Regions from separate parts of the Sus scrofa genome. Here region 1 is linked to region 2. Evidence: chromatin contacts called from public Hi-C data. All regions are on one chromosome and are shown on one strand. Each heading gives the region's core, a stretch centred on a gene start, on an enhancer-like site or on the middle of the called end of the contact. The rest is flanking DNA. Distances are from core to core; before and after follow the strand shown. Region 1 holds the start of CACHD1 (VWFA and cache domain-containing protein 1). Region 2 overlaps RAVER2 (ribonucleoprotein PTB-binding 2).

Region 1 (6,442 bases), core at 1,379-3,878, 420 kb after region 2:
GATGAAGGTAATATCTACTAATCTTACAAGCACAGTCCAAAACTGCAAATGTATTAAATTCCCTTTATTAAAAGACGGTCTCTATGCAAATACACAATTGTTTGTGCCCTTAACTAAACAGTCATCAGTGGGGGGGGGGGGAAAGAATCCTAGTTTTTTCTTAACATTTTAGTGCCATTTCCTCTAAAAGTCACTTCACTCCCAAGAACTCTGTCAGCAATCACCAGAAATCAGAAACGGCATATGGAAAAAATTATAACTTAATCTGGATCTAAAAGATCTGCAAAGAAAAGTTAAATGACCTATCTGAAAAGCTTGTCCACTGTTATGCAAATGAAGAAGAATCAGACTCTATGGCACTTCAGGGCCGGTGTCTACAAATAAACACAGAATTCTCTTTCAGGCTAACCATCCACTCTTGAACCTCGCTTCGCTCAACAAAAACAGAAAACCAATCATCTTTTACTACAGTGGTAAAAGTCCTTGGAACGGCGCTATCATGCTGGGAAGGGACTCGGGTGGTGGGTGGGGGATGAGGGAGGGAGGTTTAAAAAAAAAAAATCAGAAACCTGAATCCCAAGTGACTTAAAACACCTCTCGCGGTGGGAGGTAGAAGGATGGTCAGCATAGACTCGAAATCAGAAACCTATTCCAAGAACACATTCCTGGAAACGTCGCTCTTTCGAAGACCACATTTATCACCATTATTGCGGTTAGAATAGGCAAAAGGATGAGACAGAGCAAAGGTTTCGGACTCGGGATGTCTTCGCAGCCTCTCCTCCTAATGGAGCAGGCCTTTCCGGCCAAGGAGGTTAAAAAAAGGGCGCGATGGAATCTCCAGGTGGTTGCTATTTAGCCTTTTTTTTTTTTTTTTTTTTTTTTACTACTGTTCCTTAAGAGTAACATCTTCAGGATGCCTTACTAGCCTCGGGCACTCTTTCCTTAGCCCCCCCCCTTCCTCTCCTGGGGAGGACGGACCTGGTAAACAATTTAGAGAAAGGCGACTCTTAGCCACGATGCTCCCTTCTTCCTCCCCGCCAAAAGGCATACACACAACAAAAAAAGAGAGCGGACAGCCCGCAACCGACAGCAGCAACAGCGGAAAGCACCAAAGAAGTCCCCCACGCGGGACGAGTCTGCAAATCTACCCGGAGTCTGCCAAGCCAGCCCCTCCCCCAGGGCACCCGGGCCGGGAAAGGGAGCCCAGAGTCCACGCCCCCGGCCGCTCCGCCGGGACCCAGGTGGCCCTGGAGCAGCTGCGCACGCGGCGGTGCCTTCCCTCTCGGAGCCCATCGGTGGGCCTCGGTCGGGGGACCCGAGGAGGTAGTCAAGGGGAAAGAAGGTCGTCTGAGCCAGGCGGGGCCGTCTGCCCAGGGATGGGAACACAAAGAGGGAAGGGGAGTTTGCAGGGGTGGCGGGGTAACACAAGACGGCGGGGTAATTCGTGCAAATTAGCAAGGGAGGTGTGAGGGAACCCGAGAATCCTGTCGAGATCATGGAGCTGTGCCGGGGGGGGGGGAGTGGGTGCGGTGCAAAGGGCAGGGGCTTCTGGAGAGGAGAAAAAGAAGGGGGCCCAAGTGCCTGTAAGAGAAGTTGATGTGTAGTCAGGGGTCCGTGGAGAGGGCAGAGGTGTACGGGAAAAGGGGGCTCTGGGCATGCCAGCGACGTTGGTGAGCACACAAGGGGACCAGGACTGGGGGTGGGACCGGGTTCTGCGCGGGGACAGACAGGATACCTGGCAAGTTCGTGGGCGCGAAGGGGGCCCTTACCTGCATGGTGACAACCCCCAGCTCCTCCGCCGCCAGCCTCCGCATCTGGCTCGCCAGCACTTGCGCCTCGTCCAGGATGGAGAAGTCGGCGTCGGCCCCGGCGCCCAGCAGCCAGCCTGCCGCCAAGCAGAGCAGCCAGAGGGGCGGCCGCCGCGCCCCAATCCGGCGGAGCGAGCCCCGACCCCCGCGGGCCAGGGCAGCGGCCCCCGCCGCCTCCTCTTCCTCCGGCTCACGGGCCATGCCGCCTCCCCCACTCCCCGCCGACGGGCTCCAGGCACCGGGAAGCGGGGAGGGAGCCCCGGGAGGTGCGCCCAGGGCCCGCTCGGCGCACCCCGTAAAACTTTCTCGCCCTTCTGCAGTCGCCTCCCCGCGCCGCGGCGGCTCCCAAACTTAGGGGGCGCCCGGCTACGGCGCGGGAGCGCGGGCGGCCACCATCGCCGGGCTCCCGCGGCCGCGGCCGGAGAGGAAGCGGCCGCCCCAGTCGTCCCCGGGACCCCGGCGCCGGCGCGGCCCCCGCGGGGTGGCGGGAGACGGGCAGAGCCGCGGCGTCTGCACCCGGTGCGCGGCCGCGGGGCTGACAAGGCGAAGCCGCCGAGCTTTCGCTTCCCGCGGGTTCCGGCCGAGCGAGGCGGCGGCGAGGGCGGGCGGCTGCACCCGCGGAGGAGGAGCGGCGATCGCGCTGCGAGGCAGGGGCAGCCACCCGAGCGAGGAGGGAGAGGGGAGGTTTAAAAAAAAAAAAAAAAGAAAGAAAGAAAAAAAAAAAAAAAAAAACCACTGAAGAAAGCCAGCGGCTGGGAAAGGGAGGTGTCTGGTGCCACCACGCTGCGCTCCGGCTCCGTGCACTTCCCGGCGCGGCCGCCGCCGCGGCTGCGGTGATTTATGGAAGCAGGGAGAGAGGCGGGGACATTCCCCGGTCGCCCCTCCTCTCTCTCCCCGCTCCCGCCTTAGAACCGGCCCCTCGAGACACCGCGGGCCCTAGGGCAGGCTCTCGGCTTGGGTACCAGCCCAGCCCGGGTCGGGGGTCACTGGGGCCTTCTGGTCGCCCGGGACTGCCACCCACCCCGGCTCTCACCGCCTCCCTCCGCCTCCGCCCTCACGCGAGGGACTCTGGGGTCCCACCCGCTCAAGATCCCACCCATCGAAAGTCCCTTTAAGTTCTAGGACGCTGGCTTTCTGCCTGGCAGAGATTGGGAAAGGAGGAGACTGGCGTTTTTGTGCGTTCCCTGCTTTTCTTCGATGTTATTAATAACAATAGCTAGCAATCGTTGGATCAGCAGATTTTTTTTTTCTTTTTTTCTTTTTTTTAACCAACTACTGTGTGCCCCGCTCAGTGCTCTGGGGTTTGTATACATTATCCTTAATCCCCACCACATCCCTGTGAGGTACGTATCTTTATCCCAAAATTTTAGGTAACAAAGACCGAGGCTTAGAGAGGTGGAATAAATTGCCGAAGGTCACCCAGGGGATAAGAAGCAAATCCAGAATTTAAGCAGATCCGAGGCTCTTGCTCTTAAATAGGACAGAGTTCTTTCAGGTTCTCTTTGGAAATGAACCACTGGATCCCATCAACAGCAAAAAACAAACAAACAAACCCCCACAAAACTATTGAGGTGGAATTTGCCCCACAATCTCTCCTCTGAAACACGGGAAGGCAGAATACTTGGCACCTTCTCACTCCTGGCCCAGGCTCTCAGAGAAATCACCTGTTGGAAGCACCTAGAACAAGGGGATGGGGTGGGAGATGGGGGTGGTAAAACCGATATCCTTCCAAGCTTCATTAGGTTCCTGCTGGTGGGTTCCTAGAGGACACAGCCACCTCCAGGAAGATGAAGGCTACCTCCAGAGCCATAGCAGGATTCAAACCTGGATTTGGTGTTCTCTTCACTTTACAGCAAAACCTTCTGCTGTACTGTTCTGACTACACTGTATTAAAAACTCACCTTCTGTAAGCTTTCCCTGGTCCCTTTTGTCTAGTGATTGTTTCTTAGTTCTGAATTCCCTAGTCTGTGTGGTCTCTGCTGTACGATGCGTTTTCATTTTGTTACACTCTCCATTCCAGGCCCCTTTGAGAGATGCACAGGGGACTCTTGGAACACCATCATTTATTATCTGCAGTGCTCATGTTACATAACACATCCTGGAACAAAGGCAAGCTTATTGAGGGCAAGGACCAGTCCACCTTTCCATCACCCACCCTTCACTCGGTACCAAGCACAAAGTAGATTCTGTAAAAAATGATTCTTGAATTCATGATGGGATCAAAAGAAATCTATCTGTTGTCTTCTATCCCAGAGTTGAACCGACATTTGGTAGCAAGATGATCCTATAACTTCTATTTTTTATTGTTAGACCGTTGCCCATGATAATTAATTAGTGATAGGAAACATGCTAGTCTATGTGGTAAGCGGAAGAGAAAAACAAAAAACAAAAGTGATAAATGGCAGCTAACATTATTGATCTTTGGCTCTTCAAGTTTACTATAATGAAAATTGTCACACATCTCAAATCCATCCTTCTGAAATGATTTCAAAATGGTTTCTCCATCTTCACCCATACGCTTTGTACAGTTACTTCCTGGAGTCCTACTTCTTGGGATTCTAATTCTATGTCTTCTTTTTTTACTTTTTTTTTTTTTTTTTGAGAATGCTCATGCCTTCAATTATCACCACAACATCAGAATGTTGCAAACTTCTAAACAAAATTTATCTACCGTTTCAGAGGGATTTCCCAAATTCCAGCTGCTTGCTGACTTCTCTACTAGATACACTTGAATTCAAACTCATTTTAGATTTCTCCTGCTTTCCACCTAAATCGATACCCCACCGCAAATCCGGGTGGATGTCACCCCTCTCCAAGCTAGATACCTCCCTTCCTACATCCACTCCCTGTATATCTCACTTATCCATCCCCTGCTCTCCATCTGTATCCCATTGGCTGACTGCAGCTCCTTATCACGGCCAACCTGTGTTATGGCTACAGGCTCTGGTCTCCACGCAGTCCACCACACCCCCATCCTTCTGTGCTCCATGCTGAAACCAAAATCACCTTTCTAGGTGTTCCCTGGTGGCTCAGTAGGTTACAGATCAGACGTCACTGCAGTAACTTGGGTCACTGCTATGGCAGGGGTCAATCCCTGGGCCAGGAACTTCTGCATACCATGGACACAGCCAAAGTAATAACAAACAAAAACAAAGTCACATTTCTTTCTTTTTTTTTTTTTTCTTCTTCTAATTTTTATTTTATTTTTTTAACTGTGCCTGTGGCATGTGGAAGTTCCTGGGCCAGGAATGGAACCTGAGCCAGAGCAGTGACATTGCCAAATCCTTAATTACTAGGCCCCTGAAGAACTCCATAATCACATTTCTAAAAGTTAAATCTGAATGGATCTCTCACTAACCTAAACATTTCCAATGCTCCACCAGAGAGAAACACAGTGAACAAGTCTCTGTGCTCTGGCTTATCTGCCTTTCTGGCCTTATTGAAGCCACTATGCCCCCAAATCCTCAACACCCTCAGAAAACACCTTTGCTGGTGGTGCTGAAAGCCCTTCCCTTCTCCCCACCTGACAAGCCCCTACTGGGCTGAACCTCACCTCTGTGAAGCGGTCTCTGACACCAGACTCCACAGAATTGATTGCTCTTTTGGTTCTCCCAGCTCTGCAGTCTTCTCTTAGCGCTCACTGATTATCCATTGAAAAGTCCTGTTTTCTCCACCCTATTGCTTCTCATTAGGTCACCATTACCTGGAGCCTTAGGATGCTCTTTTTTTTTTTTTTTCTTTTATGGCTACAGGTGCAGTATATGGAAGTTCCCAGGCTAGGGGTCGAATCTGGCAACAGCCACAGCAGTGCCACATCTGAGCCACCTCTGTGACATATACCACAGCTCACTGCAATGTCAGATCCTTAACCCACTGAGCGGGGCCAGGGATAGAACCCGAGTCCTCATGGATACTAGTTGGATTCGTTTCCACTGCGCCACAGTGGGAACTCCCAGGATGCTCTCAATACAGTGCAAATCCTGTGCTCTACCTCAAGTCCACTGAAAGAGAATCTCAGGAGGTGGCTGGGTCTTGAAGTATGCATTTTACAGACCCTCCCCACCATAAGTTTTGTGAACTGCAAATAAGCTCCCCAAGGTGGTAACTCACTCATCTGGGTTCTCTAGTGTTTAGCCCCCTTCCTACACTCAATAGAGTCTCAATAATCAGGAAGGACCCTGTGCTTTTCCTCGGTCACCAACAGGAAAAAGTCCTAGAAAAATAAAATCATTTGTCCAAGGTAATACAACTTTTGTTTTTATTATTATCATTATTATTATTATTGCTTTTTAGGGCTGCACTTGCAGCATATGGAGATTACCAGGCTAGGTGTCAGATCAAAGCTGCAGCTGCTGGCCTATACCACAGCCACAGCAATGCAGGGTCCAAGCCGTACCGGTGACTTACACCACAGCTCACAGCAACACCAGATCCGTAACCCACTGAGCAAGGCCAGGGATTGAACCCACAACCTCATGGTTCCTAGTCGGATTTGTTTCTGATGCATCACAGTGGGAACTCTTGGTAATACAACTTTTAAATGGCAGTGCCAGTGTGCAAACCTGGGTTTTCAAATGGCAAGCTCTGAGCTACTGTCTGGTGTTGGATACAAATGATTACACACATATATATTG
Region 2 (6,883 bases), core at 916-3,415:
GTGTAGGTTGCAGACACGGCTCGGATCCCACGTTGCTGTGGCTCTGGCGTAGGCCGGTGGCTACAGCTCCGATTCGACCCCTAGCCTGGGAACCTCCATATGCCGCAGGAGCGGCCCAAGAAATAGCAAAAAAAAGACAAAAAAAAAAAGAAAAAAAAAAGGAAATGGGGATGGATGTCAACAGGCCGAAAAATTAAAAAAAATAATAATAATAATAAAAAAAAAGAAAAAGAATGAAAAAAAGGTAAAGATAGCTTAAAGGGACTTATAGGACACTATCCAGCAGACCACCATTTACATGATAAAAGTCCCAAAAGGAAAAAAGAAAGAAAAGTTATTAAAGAAATGATGGGAGTTTCCATCATGGCACAGCAGAAGCGAATCCGACTAGGAATCATGAGGTTGCGGGTTTGATCCCTAGCCTTGCTCAGTGGGTTAAGGATCTGGCATTGCTGTGAGCTGTGGTGTAGGTCACAGGTGTGGCTTGGATCCCACGTTGCTGTGGCTCTGGCGTAGGCCGGAGGCTACTCTGACTAGACCCCTAGCCTGGGAGCCTCCATATGCTGCAGGTGCGGCCCTAAAAAGGCAAAAGACAAAAGACAAAAAAAAAAAAAAAATAATAGAAATGATGGTTGAAACCTTCCCTAACCTGGAGAAAGAAACAGATGTAAAGATCTAGGAATCCAGAGAGTTCCAACTAAGATAAGCCCAAAGACACTCATACCAAGACACACGATGATTTTTAAAAAAGTTAGACAAGGAGAGAAACTTAAAAACAGCAAGAAAAAAAAAAAAAAAAAAACAACTTTGTTACGTACAAGGACTCATGAGACATCAGCAGATTTTTCAGCAAAAACATTTCAGACCAGAACAATACTTTCAAAACGCTGAAAGAAAAAGCTGCCAACCAAGAATTTTCTATCTGGCAAAGCTGTCCTTCAAAATTGAAGGAAAGATGAAGAGCTTTCCAGACAAGCAAAACCAAAAGGATTTCATCACCACTAAACAGATCTTACAAGAAATGTTAAAGGGAATTCTTTCAACTGAAAGAAAGGGTACCATTTAATGACACAAAGAGGAGTTCCCGTCGTGGCGCAGTGGTTAACGAATCTGACTAGGAACCATGAGGTTATGGGTTCGGTCCCTGGCCTTACTCAGTGGGTTAAGGATCTGGCGTTGGTGTGAGCTGTGGTATACGTCGCAGACACGGCTCGGATCCCACGTTGTTGTGGTTCTGGTGTAGGCTGGTGGCTACAACTCTGATTAGACCCCTAGCCTGGGAACCTCCATATGCCATGGGAGTGGCCTTAGAAAAGGCAAAAAGACCAAAAAAAAAAAATATATATATATATATATATGTGTGTATATAAGCTATATATATATTAAAAAACAAAGAAATATGAAAGTATAAATCTCATTGGTAATGATAAATATATGGTAAAATTCAGAGTAATATAATATTGTAGAGAAGTAATCACTGATAAAGCTAGCATGAAAAGTTGTAAAAATAACTCAAACCATTGGTAAAGGACACATAAGATAAAGAGATATAAACTGGGACATCAAAATCAAAACTTGGAGCTCCCTTCATGGCTCGGTGGTTAATGAACCCGACTAGAATTCACAAGGATGCAGGTCAATCCCTGGCCTGGCTCAGTGGGTTAAGGATCTGGGGGCACTGCCGTGAGCTGTGGTGAGGGTTGCAGATGTGGTTCGGATCTGGTGTTGCTGTGGCTGTGGTGTAGGCTGGCGGCTACAGCTCCGATTCAGCCCATAGCCTGGGAACCTCCATGTGCCGAGGGTGGGGCCCTAAAAGAAAAAAAAAAAAAAAAAATCAAAACTTGAGTGATGTCAGCACTGTGCCAGGGTGAGGCATTCCCTTTGCCTTTCCCGGTCAATCTACAACCAGCTAAACATCCACAACTCAACAAAGGCACCTCTGCCCAACACACTAGGATGCTAGAGAAGTCCACATTCCACACATCTGTGCATCCCAAAGCGGGTGGACTGGAACACAAAGAGGAGGTGAAAATGGGAACAGCAGAAGCAGTACCTGCCCTCCAGCCACAGCAGCTGAGCCTGCAGGCCCAAAGAACCCAGGAGCAGCAGGGAAAGCAGCATACAAACTCCAGCCTCCCCAGCATGGTGGTGTTCACAGCCAGAGGTAACCTGGCAGCAACAGCAGTGGGGGCTGTGTCCTATCTCTTCAGCCACACAGGCAGCCTCCAGCTCCCTACCACCTGCCCACAGTGGTGGCACCTTGGAACTCTACAACCTCTGACATTGTACAGGTGCCTGTGACCCCAGCTGACCACTCACCTCCCCAACAGTAGCAGAGTCTGCAATTCAAGAGATTTGGGACATAGCAGAAGCATCTCCCATCCCAGTGCCTCAGGAGGGTGACACCATCAACACCAAGACTTTAGAGGCACCAGCAGAAAGTGGGCAACTCCCCTGACAGACCTTAAAGCACCAACTCTCACAAACAACCAGAAGCAGCGCAGGTAAGAAAACTAAATACTTGTGCTACAGTGCCACCTACTGGAAAACAAAGGAGAGCCCTGTGATTTTTTTTTTTTGGCTGTTTTTTTAGGGCCGCACCTTGGCACATGTAAGTTTCCAGGCTAGGGGTTCAGTCAGAGCTACAGCTTCTGGCCTACGCCAGAGCCACAGCAACGCAGGATCCGAGCCCCATCTGTGACCTGCACCACAGCTCACGGCAATGCCAGATTCTTAACCCACCGAGCGAGGCCAGGATCAAACCCGTGTCTTCATGGATGCTAGGTGGGTTCGTTAACCACTGGGCCACGACGGGAACTCCTAAAATAAAATTAAAAAAAAAAAAAAAAAGAGGTTCCCGTTGTGGCTCAGCAGTTAACAAAGCCACCTAGCATCCATGAAGATGAGGGTTCGATCCCTGGCCTCACTCAGTGGGTTAAGGATCTGGCATTACCATGAGCTGTGGTGCAGGTTGCAGATGTTGCTCGAATCCTGCGTTGCTGTGGCTCTGGCGTAGGCCAGTGGCTACAGCTCGGATTTGACCCCTAGCCTGGGAACCTCCATATGCTGTGGGTGAGGCCCTAAAGAGACAAAAAAAAATTATTTTATGATTCTTATTTTTTCCATTATATGTTGATTTACAGAGTTCTGTCAATTTCTACTGTACAGCAAAGGGACCCAGTCATACACATACATACACACACACACACACACACACACACACACACACACACACACATATATTCTTTTTCTCACATTATCCTCCATCATGTTCTATCATAAGTGACTAGATATAGCTCCCGGAGCTGTACAGCAGGATCTCATTGCCTATCCACTGCAAATGCAATAGTTTGCATCTATTAACCTCAGACTCCCAGTCCATCCCAATCTCTCCCCTTCCCCCTTGGCAACCACAAGTATGTTCTCCATGTCCATGAGTTTCTTTTCTGTGGAAAGGTTCCTTTGTGCCATATTTTAGATTTCAGATATAAGTGATATCATATGCTATTTGTCTTTCTCTTTCTGACTTACTTCAGTTAGTGTAAAAGTCTCTAGTTCCATCCATGGTGCTGCAAATGGCATAATTTTGTTCTTTCTTATGGCTGAGGAGTATTCCATTGTTTATATGTACCACATCTTCTTAATCCAATCATTTGTTGATGGACATTTAGGTTGCTTCCGTGTCTTGGCTACTGTGAATAGTGCTGCGGTGAACATACGGGTGCATGTTATCTTTTTCAAGAAAAGTTTTGTCCAGATATATGCCCAAGAGTGGGACAGCTGGATCATATGGAAGTTCTATATTTAGTTTTCTGAGGTACCTCATACTGTTTTCCATAGTGGTTGTACCAATTTACATTCCCACCAACAGTGTAGGAGGGTTCCCTTTTCTCCACACCCTCTCCAGCATTTGTTGTTTGTAGACTTACTAATGGTAGCCATTCTGACAGGTGTTAGGTGGTACTTCATAGAGGTTTTGATTTGCATTTCTCTGAGAATTAGTGATAAATTGTTGAATCCTTAGAATCAAGTAAAAAAAGTTATACCTTAAGAAGAAAGGTGTTTATTACTTCAAATGCACCAGCAGAGGAACAACTCAACAAGCATCGTGAAAACCCTCTGTAACATTGTATTCAAAAAAGAAAATGAAAATTCTCTATAAACCAAACTTAAAGTCATGGAATACTGTGATCTAACAAGAGAGATCTCAAAAATAGCTGCCATGAAGAAATTCAAGGCAATTCAATGAGCTCAAGAATAAAATTAATGAACACAAGGAATACTTTACTATAGAGACAAACTTTAAAGAAGAACCAAATTCTGGAGCTAAAGAACTCAATAAATAAGATGAAGAATGCCTTAGAAAGCATTGGATATAGAAGAACCTTATGGGAGAGAAAATCAGTAAGCTTGAAGACAAAAATATAGAAATGATCCAGGCAAAAGAATAAAGAGGATTAAAATCTAGGGGTAAATGAGGAACCTCTAAGAATCCTATCCAACTCTTCCAGAAAGGGCAACATTAGGATAATGGGTATCCCAGGAGGAAAGAGGGAGAAGTGAACAGAGAGTTTATTTAAACAAATAATAGCTGAGAACTTCCCAAACCTGGGGAAGGAACTGGATATACATGTAGCTAAGAGAATGTCTGATTACCTCAGCACAAAAAAAAAGAGCTTCCCTAAGTAAGATGCATTATATTACAACTGTCAAAAGTCAATGACAAATCATTTTAAAGGCAGCCAAGGGCAAAAAAGGATGGTAACTCACGAAAGAACTCCCATTAGACTATCAGCAGATTTCTTGGCAGAAACTCTACAGGCCAAGAGAGAGGGGTCATTCTCAAAAAACTGGAAGATAAAAACCATCAGGCGAGAATATTCCATCCAGCAAGTTATCATTCAGAAACGAAGGAGAAGTAAAAGCTTTCCCAGACAAACAAAAGCCAAGGGAGTTCATCAACACTGGATTGGCCCTGTAAGAGATGTTGAAAGGAGCTCTTCAAGCAGAAACAGAAAGGGCAAAAGGACACAAAACTTGGAGTAAAGTGCTAAAGACACGGAAAGAACCAGAAGACTGCAACTCTCTATCAGAATAGGTTTTTAAACACTCTAGCGTGATACTAGAACACGGGAGAAGAAAACTGCAGCCCTTTCAAGCAGTTGGTGGGCTTTTTAAACAGTAACATCATGAACTGGTACATTAAATGTTCTGAGAGGGGAATGCAAAATTTAAAAAGTAGAGGTTAAAGGCGGGAAAAGCAGTATAAAAAAACCCCATAACTACTTCAACTTGTTGAACTCAGCATAAAGGGGGGGATGATGTGAGACAACAAAAACACAGAGCATAAGAGGGAAGAACAAAAAATGAGACTTACATAGGCAGGTGAATATGTTATTAGCAGAAGATCAGACTGACTTTTCTATGAGATAATTTATACAAACCTTCTGGTAACCACAAAACAAATCGAGAGCAGAGGCAAGACACATAAAAAGATGAAACTGAGAAAAACATCACAGAAAACCACCAAACCAAAATGGCAGAAATACAAGGAAAAAGAAATAATGGAAATATACAGCCACCAGAGAATAATAAAATGGCAGTACTAAGTCCTCGTTTATCAATAATCAACCTAAAGGAGTTCCCGTCGTGGCGCAGGGGTTAACGAATCTGACTAGGAACCATGAGGGTGCGGGTTCGATCCCTGGCCTTGATCAGTGGGTCAAGGATCCAGCGTTGCCGTGAGCTGTGGTGTAGGTCGCAGACCTGGCTCGGATGCCGCGTTGCTGTGGCTCTGGCGTAGGCTGGCGGCTACGGCTCCGATTCGACCCCTAGCCTGGGAACCTCCATATGCCACGAGAGGGGCCCTAGAAAACACAAAAATACAAAAAAATAAAAAACAAAAAATAACTAACCTAAACGTAAATGCATTGAATTCACCAATCGAAAGAGAGTGGTTGGATGGATTAAAAAACAGGACCCAACTATATGCTGACTCCAGGAGACTCTGAATAGACCGATCATTAATAAAGAGAATGAAACAGTAATCAAAACCCTCCTGAAAAACAAAGGTCTAGGACTAGATTGCTCAACAGGTAAATTCTGCCGAACACACAAAGAATTAATACTTATCCTTCTCAAACTCTTCCAAAAAGCTGAAGAGAAAGGAATTCTTCCTAACATTTTTTACAAGGCCAACGTTACCTTGTCACCAAAACCACACAAGGACCACACACACAAAGAAAATTAAAAGTCAGTATCTCCTGGAGTTCCCATCATGGCTCAGCAGAAAAGAATCTGACTAGTATCCATGAGGACACAGGTTCAATCCCTGGCCTTGCTCAGTGGATTAAGAATCTGGTGTTGCAGGCCACAGATGTGGCTTGGATCTGGCATTGCTGTGGCTGTGGTGTAGGCCAGAGGCTACGGCTCCAATTTGACCCCTACCCTGGGAACCTCCATATGCCCTGGGTGCGGGCCTAAAAAAAAAGACAAAAAAAGAGTCAGAATCTCTGATGAACACATATGCAAAAATAGTTAACAAGATATTAGCAAACCAAATACAACAGTATAGTTAAAGAATCATGGAGTTCCCGTCATGGCGCAGTGGTTAACGAATCCGACTAGGAACCATGAGGTTGCGGGTTCGGTCCCTGCCCTTGCTCAGTGGGTTGATGATCCGGCATTGCCGTGAGCTGTGGTGTAGGTTGCAGATGTGGCTCGGATCCTGCATTGCTGTGGCTCTGGCGTAGGCCGGTGGCTACAGCTCCAATTAGACCCCTAGCCTGGGAACCTCCACATGCCGCGGAAGTGGCCCAAAGAAATAGCAAAAAGACAAAAAAAAAAAAAAAAAAAAAAAAAGAATCATACACCATGATCAAGT

What was found. A called contact is a pair of places that touch in the nucleus more often than the background predicts.
Region 1: a contact with region 2 is called in a Hi-C map of omental adipose tissue, with 1.6 times the contacts expected there. The contact joins the promoter of CACHD1 here to the enhancer-like site in region 2. A contact is called at or near these places in 7 of 47 Hi-C or Micro-C datasets (embryonic fibroblasts, fetal heart ventricle, fetal skeletal muscle and 4 more) and 1 of 2 datasets of contacts at active chromatin or transcription factors (skeletal muscle).

What each region holds. Positions count from the first base shown.
Region 1 is chr6:148,008,288-148,014,729 of Sscrofa11.1, forward strand. CACHD1 (VWFA and cache domain-containing protein 1) reads right to left here and starts at 2,629. Exons shown (of 28, transcript XM_021096540.1): 1 at 1,770-2,629. The coding sequence starts at 2,009.
Region 2 is chr6:147,590,621-147,597,503 of Sscrofa11.1, forward strand. All of the region lies in intron 11 of RAVER2 (ribonucleoprotein PTB-binding 2), which reads right to left. Among named protein-coding and RNA genes, the nearest start is that of RAVER2, 130 kb to the right of the region's middle. Within about 2 kb of position 2,166, at least 2 of the 83 cell types and tissues checked have an H3K27ac peak or open chromatin away from gene starts, as enhancers often do. A contact at or near this core is called in omental adipose tissue, where this site is marked.